2 separate regions of the Mus musculus genome follow, and region 1 is linked to region 2. The links are chromatin contacts, called in public HiChIP or PLAC-seq maps. All regions are on one chromosome and are shown on one strand. The core of a region is the stretch at or near the end of the contact, and the rest is flanking DNA. Distances in the headings are between cores, read along the strand shown. Region 1 overlaps Adssl1 (adenylosuccinate synthetase like 1). Region 2 overlaps Ppp1r13b (protein phosphatase 1, regulatory subunit 13B).

Region 1 (4,475 bases), core at 272-2,771, 750 kb before region 2:
CAGAATTCCTCTTTGGTTTTCGTTTCAGATCCTATTTAAGTTCCTGCCTTGGCTTCCCTCAACAATGAACTGTGACCTGGGAATGTAAGCCAAATAAACTCTCTCCTCCCCAAGTTGCTTTTAGTCGGAGTGCTTCAGCAACAGAAAGCAAATAGGAACGGAGGCTGTCTTCCATGTGGTAACCACCGTAGTCCAGAGAGGAGGGACTGAGCTTTAACACAGCCAGGGTCCCAAGCCCGCAAGCTGCCTGCTCCAGGTTGGCCTAGCAGGAAGCCCTCTTTCTATCCAACATATACAGAACCCAGATTCCCCAGTGCCCTGTTCCTGCAGCCCCCACCCCTGCATACCTCCAGGGCTAGCCTTCTCTACCCAGCACACCAGACTGCATCCTGGTCTAAGTGGCTATGACTCTGGACTCAGAACAGCAGCTTTAAGCCCACAGCAAACATGATGTGCAGGCCCAGACTCTCAGCACTTGGGAGGCTGAGGCAAGAGGATCATGAGTTTGGAGCCAGTCTGGGTTCTCAAATTTTCAAATCAACCCACTTCTCAGGGTGAGGACAAGCCAAGGTTAGACTTGGCTTTGGAACAGGTTCCAGTCTGGCCTGGGCTACATGAGACCCCTCCTTAAAAGCAAAGCAAAGCAAAACAACACAAATATAAACTACTGCCTCAGAACATTCTAGAATCAACTGTGCTGCCTCACCTTTACAGTGGGTAATTTAAAATATTTTATTTTATTGCATTTGATGTGTGTGGGTGTTATGCTTGCATATGACTGAGCATGTCTGGTGCCCATGGAGGCCAGAAGAGGGTGTCAGATAACCTGGAACTTCAGTTACCGACTCGTGAGCTACCACGTGTGTGCCGGAAATTGGAAACGCAGCTGGTGTCCTTAACCACTGAGCTCCTTCTCCACCCCTGACGTAATGTGTAAATGATGGTTCAATGAAGCAGTTCCATAAGAATCGGAAGCACGGGCTGGTGCTTCCGATGGCTCACTGGGTAAGAGCACCCGACTGCTTTTCCGAAGGTCCGAAGTTCAAATCCCAGCAACCACATGGTGGCTCACAACCATCCGTAATGAGATCTGACTCCCTCTTCTGGAGTGTCTGAAGACAGCTACAGTGTACTTACTTAAAAAAAAAAAAAAAAAAAAAAGAATCGGAAGCACAGAGAAATGTGGAAAGGTTTCCAGAACCCTACAAGGATCCTGGAGGCTATAGTTTATCATGGAAAACCAAATACAGGATCCTCAGAGTAAGCCCACACAGCTCGATGCCTATACACAGGCCGAGAGGGGTGAGGAGGGCCTGCTGAAGCCACACAGCTCGCCAGTGTAGGGTCTGGACTGAGGAGATCCAAGTAAGCAGAGATCACCGTTGCTCTCAGGAGGAACCCTACGCTAGCCTCGTGGGGTTGGCCATGGCATAGGTTTGGCAGAGGGAGGTGGAACACCAGTCCAGATCGGAGTGACTCAGAGATTACACAAGCCACCCTGAACATAAAAGGTCACTCAAATGCCACAACATCTTGAAATAACCCCGCAGCAGAGAGGCGAGGAGTGTCGCAAGCACAGGCTGGTGCTCCTGCAGAGTGGCTGCTCTGAGCGAGCAGACACCCTTTGGATGAGCACGGCTCCTCTGTTCTTGAGCAAGCTTCCAGTTGCCAGTCACTCTCCTGTTGTCAGCTCCAAGCCATCCCCAGGGCTGAGCAGCACATGATCTGGGTCACGTGCATTGTCACTGTGACGTTCCACCAGGGAAGGTTCTGGATGGGTAGAAGCAGTTTGTTTCCTGAAGGCTCCCCAAAGGATGGGCAGCACCCCGTTCTGCCGCTCTGCTGAGCACACACGGGGGCAGGCCACCTCGGTAGCTGGGGCTCCTCATTGTGGAAGGTGACTGTCACCACCATCCTGGCTCTGGACCCGGAGGGCTAGAGACAGCGTGTACTTGAGAGGAGGGGCTCTGTGGAGTCTGAGCCCCAACCACGCCCACTCCAGCCTGAGCCCTGACTCCGCCCACCCCAGCCCCTTGTAGATTTCCTTCCTCTGCTCTTACACCATGGGCCAGACCTGTGCTATCTGCTGGCTTCTGGCCAGGCAGTACCTTGCCTTTGCTTCCTGACTGAGATGTGGGGGTCAGATAAGCCACAAGTATATCAACCAGAGCTGGACGAATGAAGACAAGAGGGGCTGGGGGTGAGCTGGATGGGGGGGGGGGTTCTTCATCAACCAGAGAGACCAGGGTAGGGAAGCCTCGTCAGACATCTGGAACAGCTGTCCGAGGGGTAGATGGCTATAACAGCCCAGGCAGCATCAGGAAAGAACAGCTATAAATGTGCCCAGGCTGTTCCCAGACCCATGTGCTCCGACGGCACACTGTTCCACACTCATCTCCACACATACAAACATATCCATACACATGAACTTGAGCACACACACACACACACACACACACACACACACACACACACACACTGAGACAGAGAGAGCTCTGTGTGTGCCACAAAGCTTCCTCTACCCTCTGACTCCTGCTGAGACCAGGCTCAGAGGACACTTTCTGGCTGGGGGCTCCAGGGGAGCACACAAGGCAGGCCCAGCCTTGGGGTTTGTACAGTGAGACTCCCCACCCTCTCCACACACACTGGCATCCTGGTTCAGGAAGTCAGGCTGGGGCTGCAGGGGCACTCACCAATGAATGACACGGCCTTGGTGTTGATGATGCCGCTGGGGAGCAGGTGAAAGTCATACTCCTTGCCGTCCACCACTACTGTGTGCCCCGCATTGTTGCCCCCCTAGAAACAGAGACCGGAATGAGCCATTGGTACCCGAGGGTTGAAGACTATCTCACAGGGGCCTGCCTAGGACTCTAGCCTCACTCTAAAGCCAGCTCTCTCCCGACATGGTGCATAAGAAGTATTGTCCAGTGTTAGGGCTTGGGGAGTCTAAATCATGGTCAGGACCTTGGGCTGAGTTAGTAGTATCTGATGCTGGGATGGCCAGATGGAGGTGCTCAGGCCCAGCCTGGTCCCAGGGCTTTACTTCAGCCCTGGCAGGTGGACCTTGCTGAGTTCCCCTCTCTACCAGGGAGGAATGAGGTGGTAAGCGCAGACCCCACAGCCCAGCTTGCACACACACACACACACACACACACACACACACACACACACACACACTCCTCACCAGGCCCCACCCTGGGTAAAAATGAAAGGACCAGGCGACTCCTGGGTCAGCCTGTTCTAGGGAGGCTGTTTCTTTTGGGAATTCAGGCTGACTGTGGACAGTCCAGCTGGGATAGGGTTTTCAGGGTGGGGAGAGGGTCCACGCCAAGGACAGGCTTCAGGCTCCAGCATCTTTCCGCCATTAGCCAGTCACCTGACCACAAGTACACAGCTCCAGAGCCTCATGGTGGTGAGTCACTAAAACTCTCTTGCCTTTGACTGTGGAATCCTGTCACCCACAGGAGGTAGGGGAGCCTCCTTAGCAGATCTCTGTCCAGCAGAAACTTGTAGTCTGGGTGTGCTGGTGTGTGTGTGTGTGTGTGTGTGTGTGTGTGTGTGTGTGTTGGGGAACAAGGCACAAGGGCCTTCTAGAACAATGGTTTTCAACCTTCCTAAAGCTGTGGCCCTTTAATACAGTTCCTTATGTTGTAGTGACCCCCAACCATAAAATTATTTTGTTGTTACTTCATAAGTATATTTTTTTACTGTTATGAATCATAATGTAAATGTCTGATAGGCCAGGCATCTGATATGTGACCCCCCAAAGGGATCAACCCACACGTTGAGAGTTACGGCCTGTAGTACCAAATCCCACCTGCAGACAGCGCTGTGGTGCCCCTAACTACAATGGAGAGCAGCTGTGCTCACTGTAGTTTAGGGACCCTCAGCTCCAGTTCCCCTCCCTGCCCCAGAAGACAGACAGGCCAGGCACACGACACTTTTGTTTACCTTGCTGATGGAGCTGAGACACCTCAGCTCCACACATCTTTCCCTTGCCTACTAAAGTAGGACCCTCAGTGAAGGTTCACCTCCTTTCATGACACCCCTAAGCACGGGGATATGAAGGATCACATCTCCCAGCTCCTGCTGAGGTAGGCGGCAGATGATACTGATGCTGAGAGCCTGGGTAAGGGGCTCTCCCTCCAAGGACTTCACTTTCCAAGAGTTTTAAGAGAAGGCCCCAGACCTGTATGCCTAAGTTTCCTGTTCCTTGCCTGCCCTCTGTGGGGCTTATTATCATGTAGTTGACAGAGATGGGTCAGCTAGAGGCCAACTTCATGGCGTGGACCCCAGACAACCAACTATTAGAGAAGGCATGCTATGCAGTCTGTCCCGAAGCCTCTGAAACAATTCTGCTGGAGCCTTTTGCTGTGTAAAGGGCGGGGACTGTCCGGGAGGCTCCCCGGCTTAACAAGACTTGCAGGGAGCTCTTGATTCTTGGGGTGGCTCCAGGCACAGGAGGTTACCTCCTT
Region 2 (4,328 bases), core at 781-3,280:
GAGAAACATTTAAAAACAATAGCTCACATCTTTATAAAGCAAATCCAAAATGTTACAGCTTTCAAGAGCCATTGTACACCTACAAGACAGAGTTAACAGTCGATTGTAAAATGAGGGGTGAGGGATTTTGAGTTTACTTTTCTTTTGGAAGTTGCACTCTGAATCTATAAATATTGTTCTTCAAGGTTACTATTTTGGTAATTCCTTTCAGGTGGTAGGCCTCCATGCCTGCTAAGCATATATTCTACCTCTGAGGTATATCCTTAGCTTAATTGTCTTTGTTTTTAAGCCCTATTTTCCTACTAACAAAAAGAAAATTTTTGTGTGTACAGACATGACAGAATAGGATATGTGTTATTATAAGTTTATATTACCAGGAAGGAAGAAAAAAAATACAAAGAAGTAAATAATACAATGAGTTGTTTGAGAAAATGTCTAGCTGTGTAGCCCAGACTAGCCTCAACCTCGGCAATCTCCTTGCCTCTTGGTCTCCTGATTCCTGGGATATGAGCCAGTGGTACAATGCCCTGTTATAATAGTTAAAGCTGCTTCATTGAGAAAAAATATCGATAGATTGAATTGGCATAACTAAGAATGTTTTAATAAGTTTTATTGATACATAATCACATAGTTCTGGGCTTTTAAAAACATCCACAATTGTACCATCATTATGGCTATCTAGTTATTTATATCTTCATCTCCCCAAAGAAACCATATTCTTATCAACTGTCCCTGCAGCTCCTGGCAGCCACTAGTCTGCTTCCTGTCTTCATGGGTAGTTTGCTCCGGGCATTTCATATGAATAGAATTATTCTTTTTTGTTTGCGCTTGTTTTTTGAGACAGAGTTTCTCTGTGTAGCCCTGGCTGTCCTGGAACTCACTCTGTAGACCAGACTGGCAACTCAGAGATCTGCCTGCCTCTGACTCCCAAGTGCTGGCATTAAAGGTGTGCACCACCACCAAGTAATAATCTAAGTTCAGAGTACATTACATAGTATTCAGCCATTTGTAAGTCTGGGCTGGGCTGGAGAGATGGCTCAGCGGTTAAGAGCACTGACTGCTCTTCCAAAGGTCCTGAGTTCAATTCCCAGCAACCACATGATGACTCACAACCATCAGTACAGCTACAGTGTACTCATATACAGTAAATAAATAAATAAAAACTTTGCAACAGTAAGTTTGGGCAGTTAGGACTGGAGGAATGGCTCAGCAGTACAAAGTGCTTGTTGTTCTTTAGGAAGATGATGCCCATAGCTGGTGGCTTACAGCTGCCTTGAATTCCAGCTCCATGGGCTCTGTCAGTCCCTCTCTGCTGGCCTCCATAGGCATGTACACACAGGTGGCAGACACAGAAACATAAGTAAAATTTCTAAATTATCTTTGTAAGTTTGGGCTATTTCTATTTTTGGCTGTTATAAATGATAGCGTGAATTCAGGCTTATGTGTAATGTACATCTGTAATTCTCTTCAGTATATGAGTAATGCAGATTAAAAATACATATGGGGCAGGGTATAGTAGACTTTTGTTTTTATTTTTGTTTTTTTGTTTCTTTGTTTTTTTGAGACAGGGTTTCTCTGTGTAGCCCTGGCTGTCCTGGAACTCACTTTGTAGACCAGGCTGGCCTCAAACTCAGAAATCTGCCTGCCTCTGACACCCAAGTGCTGGGATTAAAGGCCAAGAACATTTAATTAGAAAGTTTATATGGTTTAGGTCAAATAATTTTTCTGTTCCATTGTTGTGGTTAATTGGAGGAAATGCCATGATTCTTTGCTCTTATCCCACAGTATATATAGTGCCTACATGGGGAAAAGCTCTCAGTTTGCAATTGATAACTTTAAATAAAAGCATTAGGTATAACCTGGCTAATTGAAATATAAACGAATGATGAAAGATTATACCAATCAAGAGACTATTAGAACTCTCATATAAAAAATCTCTAGAAACATTTTCTCCTCTCTTTTGTATTTTGATGCACTGGGGAAGTGCTTTGGAGAACTGGTTCAGAGTGCCTTAGCTCTGAGTCAGGCAGAGTGAGTTAAGCTCTCTTTCTCTCTAGTTTTGTGAGCTCCATGATTTGAACCCATGATTAAGCTCTCCAAGCCCCTTTTCCTAATCTGTAAAGTGAAAAGTAGTAGCTGTCTTAGAGTAAAGACAGAAGTTAAGGGTGTGAGAAGCCCTTACACTGCACTAAGGAGGTTGGAAACTAGTGGTGCCAGTGACTTTCCTAGGGCAGTGACTCTTCCTTTAGTTTAATACTAGCTCTTGAGAATTTCATAAGACCATCCTGCTATTCTCTCAAAGTATTGGGCCATGGTCTACACTAAGAAACATTTTATTAGGTGACTCAGTTCTTATAGACACCCCTCTCCTGTGACTGACTGACTGTCTCTTTGTCTCTCTCTGTCCCTCTCTTTCTCTCTCTCTCTCTCTCTCTCTCTCTCTCACACACACACACACACACACACACTCACACACACACTCATACACACACACACACGCGCACACACACACTCTCACACACACAATGTCTGCATGCACTCTTGCCAGGTACAGGATACTGCTGTTTTTTGCTGTTTTGTTTTTGCTTTTATTTTACATTAAATACCATTTTACAGCACTTTTGTTGTTGTTGTTGTTAACTTTTTTCCTTTTTAAAAAAAATTGGGTATTTTCTTTATTTACATTTCAAATGTTATCCCGTTTCCTGGTTTCCCCTCCAAAAACACCCTCCTCCATCCCCCCCATCCCCCTGCTCCCCAACCCACCCACTCCCATTCCTGGCTCTCGCATCCCCCACACTGGGGCATGGAGCCTTCACAGGACCAAGGGCCTCTCCTCCCATTGATGTCCAACTAAGGCCATCCTCTGCTGCATGTGCAGCTGGAGCCAGGAGTTTCACCATGTGTGCTCTTTGGTTGGTGGTTTAGTCCCTTGGAGCTCTGGGGGTACTGGCTAGTTCATATTATTGTTCCATTTTACAGCAGTTTTAGGAATACAGAAAAATGGAACAGAAACACAATTTTCCTGCTTTCTTCTCATCCCACCGCAGACCTAGCACTTATTAACTATCATTGTGATCTATCTGTTACAGTGATGGACCAGTTTTGATATGTTTTGGTTGACTGAGGTCCTTGGCTTATAGGCTGAGCTTCACTCTTGGAATATAGCTCTGTGAGTTTTGACAGATGTGTAATGTTCCACACTTCCAGTGTCATTCAGAATAGCTTTGTTGTCCTGAAAGACCCTGCAGTCCGTTCTCCCTTGCAGCCCTGTAGCTGATCCAGACTCTATTGTTTTGTTTTTCTAGAATCTTATACAGTTGGAATCCAGCAGTATGTATGTAGCCTTTCAGACCAGTTTCACCCAGCAGCTTATAGTTAGAGGTCCTCCTCGTCATTTTCTGGCTTGATGGCACATACTTTTTATTGCTGTAGTCTTACACTGTCTGAATAGGTCAGTTTGTTGACTCATTCATCTACTAATGGCATCTTGGTTGTGTCCAAATTTTTGGCAATTCTGAGAATTGATACAAGCTTTTGTGTGAAAATAAACATCATATGGTAAAAGTGTTTTTGTGTTTGAGGAGAGGTTTTGAGACACTGTACCTAGATGGGCCTGGCACTTAACTGTGAAGTCCAGGCTAGTCTTGAACTTGTAGCACTCCTCGTACACCATCAGCCTCCCAAGTGTTGGACTGGAATTAGAGCTGTGACCCCTGTTTTGTTTTATAGGACATTTTATAGGATTGTCTTCCAAAGTGGCTGTGGCATTGTCTACTGCTTAGTTCCTTTTGCTGCGTGCCTGTAACATGAAACAGTGACAGCAGAGTTGGCAGGACTATGGAGGGCCGTTTGCCTGACTGAGGGTGACTACTGTGTCATTGTTCTGAAAGCTGTTCCCCGCGACACTTCTTGTGCACACATGGCATTTGCACGTCAGCTTTGCTTAGATGTGTGTTCACATCATTTGCTCCTTAGAAAAGGTGTGTTTCCATACTGATGTTAAGAACTTTCTGTGTTTTAGGATGCAAGTTCCTTGTTGCCTGTACACTTTTCCAGATAATTTTTTTAGTCTGAGTTGTGACTTTCAATTTTCTTTTTAAGATTTCTTTTTTCGAGACAGGGTTTTTCTATGTAGCCCAGGCTGTCTGCAGTGTGCTCTGTAGACCAGGCTATCCTCGAACTCAAGAGATCAGCCTAGCCTGCCTTTGCACTACAATCCCAAGTACTGATATTAATATGCATTTTTAGGCTTAAGTATTTATTTATTTTGAAATTTTTTCATCACTCTATTAAGGCCAACTCTTCCTTTAAGACATGGTCAATTT

Evidence for each region. HiChIP or PLAC-seq counts read pairs in DNA pulled down with a chosen protein or histone mark.
Region 1: an H3K4me3 HiChIP or PLAC-seq map of bone marrow-derived macrophages shows a contact between it and region 2, with 7 times the contacts expected there. The contact joins two enhancer-like sites. A contact is called at or near these places in 1 of 115 datasets of contacts at active chromatin or transcription factors (bone marrow-derived macrophages) and 1 of 9 other capture datasets (embryonic stem cells).

The regions. Positions count from the first base shown.
Region 1 is chr12:112,626,622-112,631,096 of GRCm38.p6, reverse strand. It overlaps Adssl1 (adenylosuccinate synthetase like 1), which reads right to left. Exons shown (of 13, transcript NM_007421.2): 2 at 2,694-2,796. Among named protein-coding and RNA genes, the nearest start is that of Adssl1, 8.8 kb to the right of the region's middle. Within about 2 kb of position 1,521, at least 263 of the 459 cell types and tissues checked have an H3K27ac peak or open chromatin away from gene starts, as enhancers often do. A contact at or near this core is called in bone marrow-derived macrophages, where this site is marked.
Region 2 is chr12:111,878,628-111,882,955 of GRCm38.p6, reverse strand. All of the region lies in intron 1 of Ppp1r13b (protein phosphatase 1, regulatory subunit 13B), which reads left to right. Among named protein-coding and RNA genes, the nearest start is that of Ppp1r13b, 27 kb to the left of the region's middle. Within about 2 kb of position 2,030, at least 5 of the 459 cell types and tissues checked have an H3K27ac peak or open chromatin away from gene starts, as enhancers often do. A contact at or near this core is called in bone marrow-derived macrophages, where this site is marked.